Regions from separate parts of the Mus musculus genome. Here region 1 is linked to region 2. Evidence: chromatin contacts called from public Hi-C data. All regions are on one chromosome and are shown on one strand. The core of a region is the stretch at or near the end of the contact, and the rest is flanking DNA. Distances in the headings are between cores, read along the strand shown.

What was found. Hi-C and Micro-C count contacts between places; a contact is called where the count stands out from the background.
Region 1: a contact with region 2 is called in a Hi-C map of cortical neurons, with 3 times the contacts expected there. The contact joins two enhancer-like sites. A contact is called at or near these places in 11 of 484 Hi-C or Micro-C datasets (the Ba/F3 cell line, the G1E-ER4 cell line, the HL-1 cell line and 6 more) and 2 of 115 datasets of contacts at active chromatin or transcription factors (astrocytes and embryonic stem cells).

Annotation. Positions count from the first base shown.
Region 1 is chr12:8,751,723-8,756,011 of GRCm38.p6, reverse strand. Pum2 (pumilio RNA-binding family member 2) reads right to left here. Exons shown (of 21, transcript NM_001160220.1): 21 at 3,429-4,289. Among named protein-coding and RNA genes, the nearest start is that of Gm4755, 17 kb to the left of the region's middle. Within about 2 kb of position 1,716, at least 10 of the 459 cell types and tissues checked have an H3K27ac peak or open chromatin away from gene starts, as enhancers often do. A contact at or near this core is called in cortical neurons, where this site is marked.
Region 2 is chr12:8,324,717-8,328,892 of GRCm38.p6, reverse strand. All of the region lies in intron 4 of Hs1bp3 (HCLS1 binding protein 3), which reads right to left. Among named protein-coding and RNA genes, the nearest start is that of Hs1bp3, 13 kb to the right of the region's middle. Within about 2 kb of position 1,887, at least 103 of the 459 cell types and tissues checked have an H3K27ac peak or open chromatin away from gene starts, as enhancers often do. A contact at or near this core is called in cortical neurons, where this site is marked.

The DNA.
Region 1 (4,289 bases), core at 467-2,966, 430 kb before region 2:
CCACCCAACTTTTTTGTTTGTTTTTCTGAGGCATTTTTTTTAAAAGTAATGATTGCAGTGGGAAGACACAGCTCACTGTGGGTGGGGCTAACACTCTAGGCAGGTGATTCTGGGTGTGTTAAAAAGGAAATTGAACAAACTGTGAAAGCAAAGGTTCCTGCTGCTCTGAGTTCTCGCTCTGATGTGACTGTGTTTAGGATGTGTAAGCCAAATAAACCCTTCCTTCCCAAGTTGCTTTTGGTTATAATTTATCTCAGCAATGGAGAACAAAGATAATTACTGAACAGTATTTCACCTTTAGGTTGGTTTGAATTTGTGGCAATTATGGATATGGTCACGTCAGCTCTCCATTCCTGTCAACAAATCACTAACAATACTTTGTAAGAATAGTTTGCAGCCATGACTGGCCCTGTTGCTTTCAAGCAGTAGAGATGTAACATGTCTTGGTGACACTGAGTGACAAAACTGCCTCCTTGCTGTAGTCAGGAGACAGAAGAAGGGAAGAACCTAGGATCCCACAATCCCCTTGGAAGGACAGCACACTTCCAGTAGGGTAAACCGCCCCCTCCCCCGCGGCTCCCTCGCCTGCCAATACTTTCACTATTGGGAGGATGCAGCTCCATGTGAGCCTTTGGGTGACAGTTCCGATGCAGTCTCTTAGAGCTGCTACAACCACTTCATGCCACCTTTTGATGGGGTCATGTGTTATGTATTCGGTGTGTGGAGGGGTAGATCCCAAGGAGTAGGACTGGGGGGTCCTATGGTAAGGCTCTTTAAATTCATGTACACGGAGGCATGTGTGCTGCTCCGGTACTGAACTTCATGCTGTCAGACTGACACCCTGAGTGTGAGGCAGCCAGGAGAGGAGGAAATACAAGGAATGGAACGGGAGGGATGTCACTGCCCTCCCAAAGTGCCTTTCATTCTGAAGCAGCTGCTTCCCTGGGAAAACACCTGATTGAGGTGTGAGCTGGGAGGGGACGTTATGATTTGGAGGGAAATGTATGGCAAAATCACAAGCCAGGATGCTAAGAGCAGCTCTAGGTTCTGGAGGTTGGTGTCTGCTGGAAAGATCAGAATCTCTCAGCTAGAACAGACCAAAGAGTAGGTACCACCTGGCCAAATTCCTGCTTAGAACTTTAGCCATACTGGATTTAGGGCACAGAGTGACTTCACTACAAAGACCTGTTACCAAGTTAGGTTGCATTTACAGGTTCCGGGTGGCCATAAACTGGTGAGACCCAATATTCAAACAGGTACACCACTGATCATGATGCAGACTTAGACAAACAAAATGCATTTTTGTTTTATATAGTCATGGGACTATAGGAGTCAGGGAATAGAATGTGGTTTCAATGACAAATGCCACCCCCACCCGTTTTCTAGCATTTGAATGCTTGCTTGGTTCTCAGTTCATGTCTGTTTGGGGAACCTTAGGTATGTCCTTGCTGTAGGAAGTATGTCAGTGGGGACGGCTGTTTGAGAGCTTAAAGACTTTTCTGCTTGCTCCCCGTTTTGGGTTCTGAGATGAGAGCTCCCAACTGTTTCTGCCACCATGCCTGGTGCTTCCTGCCATGCTTCCTAGCTGTGAAGGTGACAGACTCTTAACCCACTGGGTACATTCGGCCCAAAGAAACCCTTCCTTGTCGCCCTGATCACTGTTCTCACAGCCACAGCAGTGGCTATCTTTAGAGAGCCCTAGGCACACTTCCAGAACGCTAGAAAACTACATTGACTTGCCAGCATGTTCAGGAATTACTGCAGCATGTGCTTCATACAGCAGAGGTAAGACTACTGGCATTTCTTTTCTGAGAAAGGCTGATTGGCAGGATACCTCCACACAGACACAGGCAGACAGACAGACAGACACCTATTGGACTTCTGTTCCCATCAAGTCCAGAGATACTAGGAAGGAGTGGTTTATGCCAGTGGGCAAATTTTCCTTATTTCCACTTTCCTTGCTATAAAGCTAAATTACCAGTTCTTCTGAATTACTGTGGCTTCCTTTGGGCAAACCCAATTTTGATGGTACATGCTCAGACTTACCAATTGGCTGAGCTAGCACAACAAATATATGTATGTGTACCATGTGGGTGTGGGTGCTCAGGGAAGTCAGGGGGCATTGGAACTGGAGTTTCAGGAGGTCATAAGCCACCTAGGGTAGATAATGAAAACTGAACTGACCGGTCAGAGCACCAAGCACTCTTCATCAGCTGGCTCTTTAACAGCAAAACTGCCAGGTTCCTACTATAACTAGGAAGCCTGCCTCTTAGATGTGCTCCTGTGTTGCTGGAGATGACCAAAGGCCAGATCGATGTTGGTCCAAGAGTTGCACATCACTGAACTGTTATCCCTAACTCATGCTGACCATTTAAACTTAAAACCTATGTATAGAATCTACAAGACATTTAGGACTTAGAAAGTAGTTGGGCCTTTAACTTAAAGACCAAAGGACAGACCTCTACTTCCTTCTGTACCACACCTTGAACACTGCAGCCTCTCATCCTCCTGACTTCTAGGTCTAGAGCACCAGACTCATTCCAGAAGCCTTACCCCAGGCCTGGGCGAGTTGTGGAGGAAGAGCAGACAATGAACAGTGTTCCTCTGAGTTCCTTACCCTCTCTGCTCAAACAAACAAACAAACAACATCCTGAGGACAGAGATGACTCAGGCCCTTTCTTGGGCATGATAATTCCAAGAGTTTCACCTTTCCCAAAAAACTGCTTTCATAGCAATGATCAAACCAAGATAAAACTAAACAACTGAAGTCAGAGAAAGATAAGCAATATTGGATTATGGTGTTTCCTTTTCCCACCTACGGAAGGAACAAAAACTTAAGAGTGGCACATGCCTTTAATTCTAGCACTAGAGGGGCTCTATGAAGCCAACTTGGTTTACAGAGAGTTCCATGACAGCCAAGAGCTATACAGTGAAAACTCTGTCTTGAAAAATCAAAACCTTCCACAAACAAACAGACAACAACAACAACAACAAAAAACAACACACACACACAAAACCCGACTAATAATCATAAAAGAATCAAACTCCGGGGCTGCAGCGATGGTTCAGCAAGTAAGGCCCTGAATTCAACTCCCAGCAACCACATGGGGGCTCACAACAATCTGTAATGTGATCTGATGCCCTCTTCTGCCATGCAGATCTACGTGCAGACGGAACACTCATATACATAAAACACCTAAGTAAATCTTTAGTTCACTAGGGCACCCAGGCTGTTGACAGCCAAAGTCTGGAAATAGTAAGGTAAGTCTTAAACTCAGGTTTGAACCCAATATACATTTTCCTAGAACAGTCCCAAGTTTATGCAGAAAGCAAGCCACACGTGTGTGTGTGTGTGCGTGCGTGCGTGCGTGCGTGCGTGTGTGCGTGTGTGTGTGTGTGTGTGTGTGAAGTGATGTAATCAGGCACTCTTGACAGAGATATAGAGGGATATTTTATCTAGAGAAAAACACAAGACCAGGTTTATTTCATACAATGTTATTCACACGTTTCATTTTCTAATTTATACATAATATACAAAGTGAAGATAACATTTCATTTGAGCCAATAAGAGCCAGGACTTAGACAAACTGGTCCAGAAACAATCTACATCAAAAAGAGACTACTCAAGAATTAAAGCCTAAGTGGATTCTGCCCAATCAGATGTCTTTATTCTGTATTGTCAGATTTTTCTAAAGTTCCATGCCAACATACTAGAAGGTGGAATCAGGGTGGGCACCAAAACTGGCAGATCATAAATTTTCTACACGAACAGGTTTTTTCTAGAATATGCCTAAAAGTATCAGGAGGACTGGGTTGTCAGCACTGGGAAGTATGAATCAGGACTGCTAGAGGAGGATTCAGTTCCAAATAACTTTCTCTAGGACTTGCCACTTTTCTGAGCCGAGTGACAGCTGCCGGGGCATCCAAAGGGAAGGGTGAGGACAAACCAGAATGGGCTGCATTTCTGCAGGAAGAGCTGTTACTAATCTCTAACACCAACAACTTTGATCCGAAACTATGGGCTGATGAGAGGAAGTTAAATTCAACCCAGGGCCAAGATACTCTGAGACTGGCAAAACAAAGTAGAAAAGGGGAGAAGAGAATTATTCTACATGAGCGAGAATACTGCTACTGTGACAGGGACCTGCTGATGAAGCAGTGTGACTGAGAATGGTGAAACATGGCCAGACTTAGTGGCCTCACCAAGGAATGTTGTGTTTGAAAGCTAGAGTAACTCAGCATCAATGTTAAAGACTCCTGGCACCCCAAACTTCATGCCAAATTTTAAG
Region 2 (4,176 bases), core at 638-3,137:
CAATTCTACTTGGGTATGGTCGTTGCATTAGGGGTCTGTGTGAGGCTTTCCTCGTGAACCTCTTGAAGCCTTTGCTAATCAAATAAAAAGGACAGAAACCACCGTGCTAACCATAGTCCCCAGAGTCCCTTCACTGAGGCTGGGCCAGGAGCAAAGGTACCTGGATGGGAAACACAGCAGAGATAACTGTACCCCTTGGTAAGTGTGGCTGAATGTTTTGACTCAGTCTCCCTTCCTACTTTGGGGCTAGCCATGACGTGGGACCATGGTGACTCTCCTAGGGAGCTCCACTATGGTATCCGGTCCTCAGAGAACCACTGCAGTAAAGACAGACAGCAGAGAGAGAGAGAGAGAGAGAGAGAGAGAGTGTCAAGGGGAGCAGGGGTGGGGAGACTAGGAGGACTGGGGATCCCTGTTCACCTGTGCACTGTGTAGGGCATCTCTCAGACTTCTGCATACTTTAGTGCCTGGAGTATCAGCATGACTCGCACACACAGACTCACTGAGAGGCCATGGTTCCACGCAGGGCCGAGGGGGCCTGGGAATCTGTATCCCCACCTGGTTCCAGGCTGAAACACAGCCCCTAACTGCTCTCTGCTGCAACGGAGTATCCAGCAAAGGCTTCCTCTCCTGGCTCAGAATCCAGGACAGGAGTTGAGAATATTGTTATTTACTTAGCAAGAGGCACCCAAGGAAGGCATTCCACAGTTGCTTGGAGGCAGGAGGGGGCAAGGCCCCAGAGATTCTAGATGCTGGGTTTGCAAATCCAGGAGGACTAGCGGGTGGTGGGTGGGTGGGTGTCTACGGGCAAAAACTGGAGGGTCATCCCAGAGCAGAAATTTCATCTAAATACAAAAAGCCATTTTTAGGTTCAACAGAAGTGGCTGCTTCATGGAAAAAATGAAACTAAATTTATATAAAACTAATGATAAAACAGTATCCAAGGAAAGGCCTTCTCCACTTGGGTGCCAGGCTCTCCCCTCTCTTTGAGAGCCTGAGAAACCAGTCTCACAGGCAGGGAAAAGAGCCAGCTGTGTTCTCTGTCACCAGCAAGCAGGCTGGAGAAGTAGCAGGAGGGGTGGAAGAGAAGAGGGACCTTCAACAGGGTAAATGTGTAGCCCCAAAGAGCTTTTATCATACTGTCCCCTGCAGAACCTTCAGGGGCCTTGTTCTGAGGCTATTATTTAGATGAAAAGTTCTATGGAATGATGACTCCGGACCCGTGAAGTTCCTCACATTATAGCCCACCACAACAAAAGCCCATGAAAGGTACCACAAGCCGGGGCTCACAGTGCAGTTTGCAGTGACTGGGCTGAGGGACTGGCTCAGAGTCTGGAGAGAGACCATTCCAAACTGTGGAGGCACAGACACGAAACAATCCCTTTGTTCAGGGAGAAGTAGAGAAGCGAAGGCTGCAGGAAATATCCCTGCTCCTGGGAGGGAAGGGACTCTCGCCAATCAGTCCCTAGGACCTGGGTAGTTTTGAGTTGTGTTGAAAATGTTTCTAGTGCAAGGCACGATTTTCTCAGAGCCACACAGACACTAAAATCGAGTTAAATACGGTAAGTATGTATGACAGAGAAAGGCGCCTGAGACAGAACATTAATTGGAATGGTGAAGTGAACGCTATGTCTAGAGTCCAGATGGCTCTGGGACAGGGTCAGCAAAAAAACCCAAAAAAACCCAAAAACCCAGAAAATAAGAAGCAATGCTGTTTCAATGGGCTAGAGTGGGGGCTTTTCTGTGCCCCATAACGGTATAACACAGCGGACTTTTCCCTAGTCAGAGGCAGGTTGAAGAGACAAAGGAAAGCCAGGCCCGGCAGACTCCGCTTTGTGCCAACTGCTCCCACCCTTGCAGACACTCCTGAAATGGAGCCCGAGCGCCCCCTTGTGGCCACAGCAGGGAATATGAGATGTGTGTATAGAGTTGCTGAGGAAATACAGACTACAAAGCTCTCGAGGATAAGAAGAATGCCCCAAAGGGTGAGGTGGGCAGCCCTTGTGTCTGAGTGGGAAACCTGACCTGCTCTGTCACATACCAGATGGATTTGTTTGTTTGTTTGTTTGTTTATTCATGTATGTATGTATGTATGTATGTATGTATGTATGTATGTATGTATGTTGACTTGACCCAAGCTAGAGTATCCTGAGAAGGGAACCTCAGCTGAGAAAAAGCCTCCTTCAGATTGCCTTCATGAAGTCTGTGGGGCATTTTCTTGATTAATGACTGAGGAGGGAGATCGCAGCCCACAGTGGCGGTGCCACAGGGGCGGTGCCACCTTTGGGTAGGTGGGCCTGGGTTGTGTAAGAAAGCAAACCGAGCAAGCCAGGAGGTGCAATTCAGTGAGTAGCGTTCTTCCCTGCTCTGTGCTTTAGTTCTTGTCTCTCATCCCTCAGGGATGAACCTGAAGCGTAAGCCAAGTAAAGACAGCCTTTCTTCCCTGAGTTGCTTTCACCCGTGGCCTTTATCACAGTGGTAGAAAGCAAACCACACCACCAGGCTTTGGCCGAGTCCCCGCTTGGGCGAATCTTTTGATGGCCCTATGTGTAAGGGCCCCACCCTACCTCTTGCCACATTGCTGAAAGATGCCTGCAGTGGCCTCAAGCCCTGGTGCTGCCACTTGGGGTTATATGAACGAGCTCAAGCCATCTGACTCTCAGAGGCTCCAGTGTCCTACCACAGAAAACAAAAGCAATGCCCAGTGTCAGCCTCCAGGGCTCCCTTTCCCAAGCGGCTCCGGCAATGGGCCCAGAAAGCCATTTGGCACATTATGAATCTTTTCACAAATGAGGCCCGAGAGGAGCCATGAGCACGGAGTGCACTCAGCGAGCTTCCCTGTGCTCTCGTACCTCGCCTGGTCCCACACGAAGCACATACACATGTCCTGACGCATACCGCACTTACTGCGGGTCACAGCCCATTTCAGAAGTGCAAGTCTCAGAGGTAGCATGAGCTCCCAAGCAAACACCAGTTAGCTCAGTTCCTGGCACTGAAAAAGCTCTCGAAAAACATTACTTATTATGCCTGACAGAGCCGATAATACCAACTGGGTGTCACATGGGTCCTTAAAAAAAAAATCTGGCAGGAAGGGGAGTCCGCTTGGTGCTGTGTTCCCGGAATCCAGGAGCCAGGGGCCCCCCAAGAGCACAGAGCTTGCTGCAGGTGGTCCCAGGCTGGCTGTCAGGCACCTAAGACCTCCGCCCCGTCCCCACCCGCAACTCTGCCACTAGAGAAAGAAATTCAAGGCAGCACTTGGCAGCCAGGAGCAGTTTCCTACCCAAAAAAGGAGCCACTTGGCTAACTCTGTTGTTCAGCCAAAGGCTGGTGCAGCCTCAGAAGTCCATTTCAGTTTGTCACTACTCATGGTTACTTAGAACCACAGATGGCATGAGTGCAAACAAGGCCTTATGGCAGGGCCCCAGGGCTGGGCGAGGCCGATAAGGGGTGGGCATTATAGGTGTCTCCCCATGTCACCCTGGGACCCTTACTGCCTGACCCTTGGGGACCAGACCCTCACTGGCTGGAGAGTACCGGGAGGCCACGGATTCCTGTGGGCCTGCGGCAGCCGCTGTGCCTGCCTGGGCAGCTTTGGCCAGTGTGAGGCCTCTGTGGTGACCTCAAGATTCTGCAGCCCATGGCTCACATATCACACTGGGGGAAGACCCGTGCTGAGCGGGCACCGATTTGGGGGACTTCATTTGGTATGTCATTACACTGAACACGCCTCTGTCCGATTCTTCGGCGGCTCTAGTTTCAGGCAGGCCTTTCCTGTCTGTATACTGGGGACAGCAGTAAATTCCTAAGACCCATTTGTCACGGTGCTGAGGACAGTGCCCTGGCCCGTGGTGGTCAGGTTCTGCTGAAAGTAGAGTCTATGACGACAGCTAATGCTAACATCTATGCACATCAGATGATCCTCCCTGGACTGCTCCAGGAAGCAGGTACTTCCAAGAGCCCGCTCATTTACTGAAGAAAACTGAAGATGCAGATAGCCAGGAGCCTTGGCGACCAAAGGATGGAACTAGAACTCAGGTCCCAGCAGAAAGCCCTCAAACTCAGTGCCAATCTAGTACCGTTCCCCGCCTCCAACTGATGCTTACAGGCAAGGAACAGATGAGGCTCAGCATGGGAAGTACAATACCATGCCTAGCACAGAAAATATCAGTTGCTCGT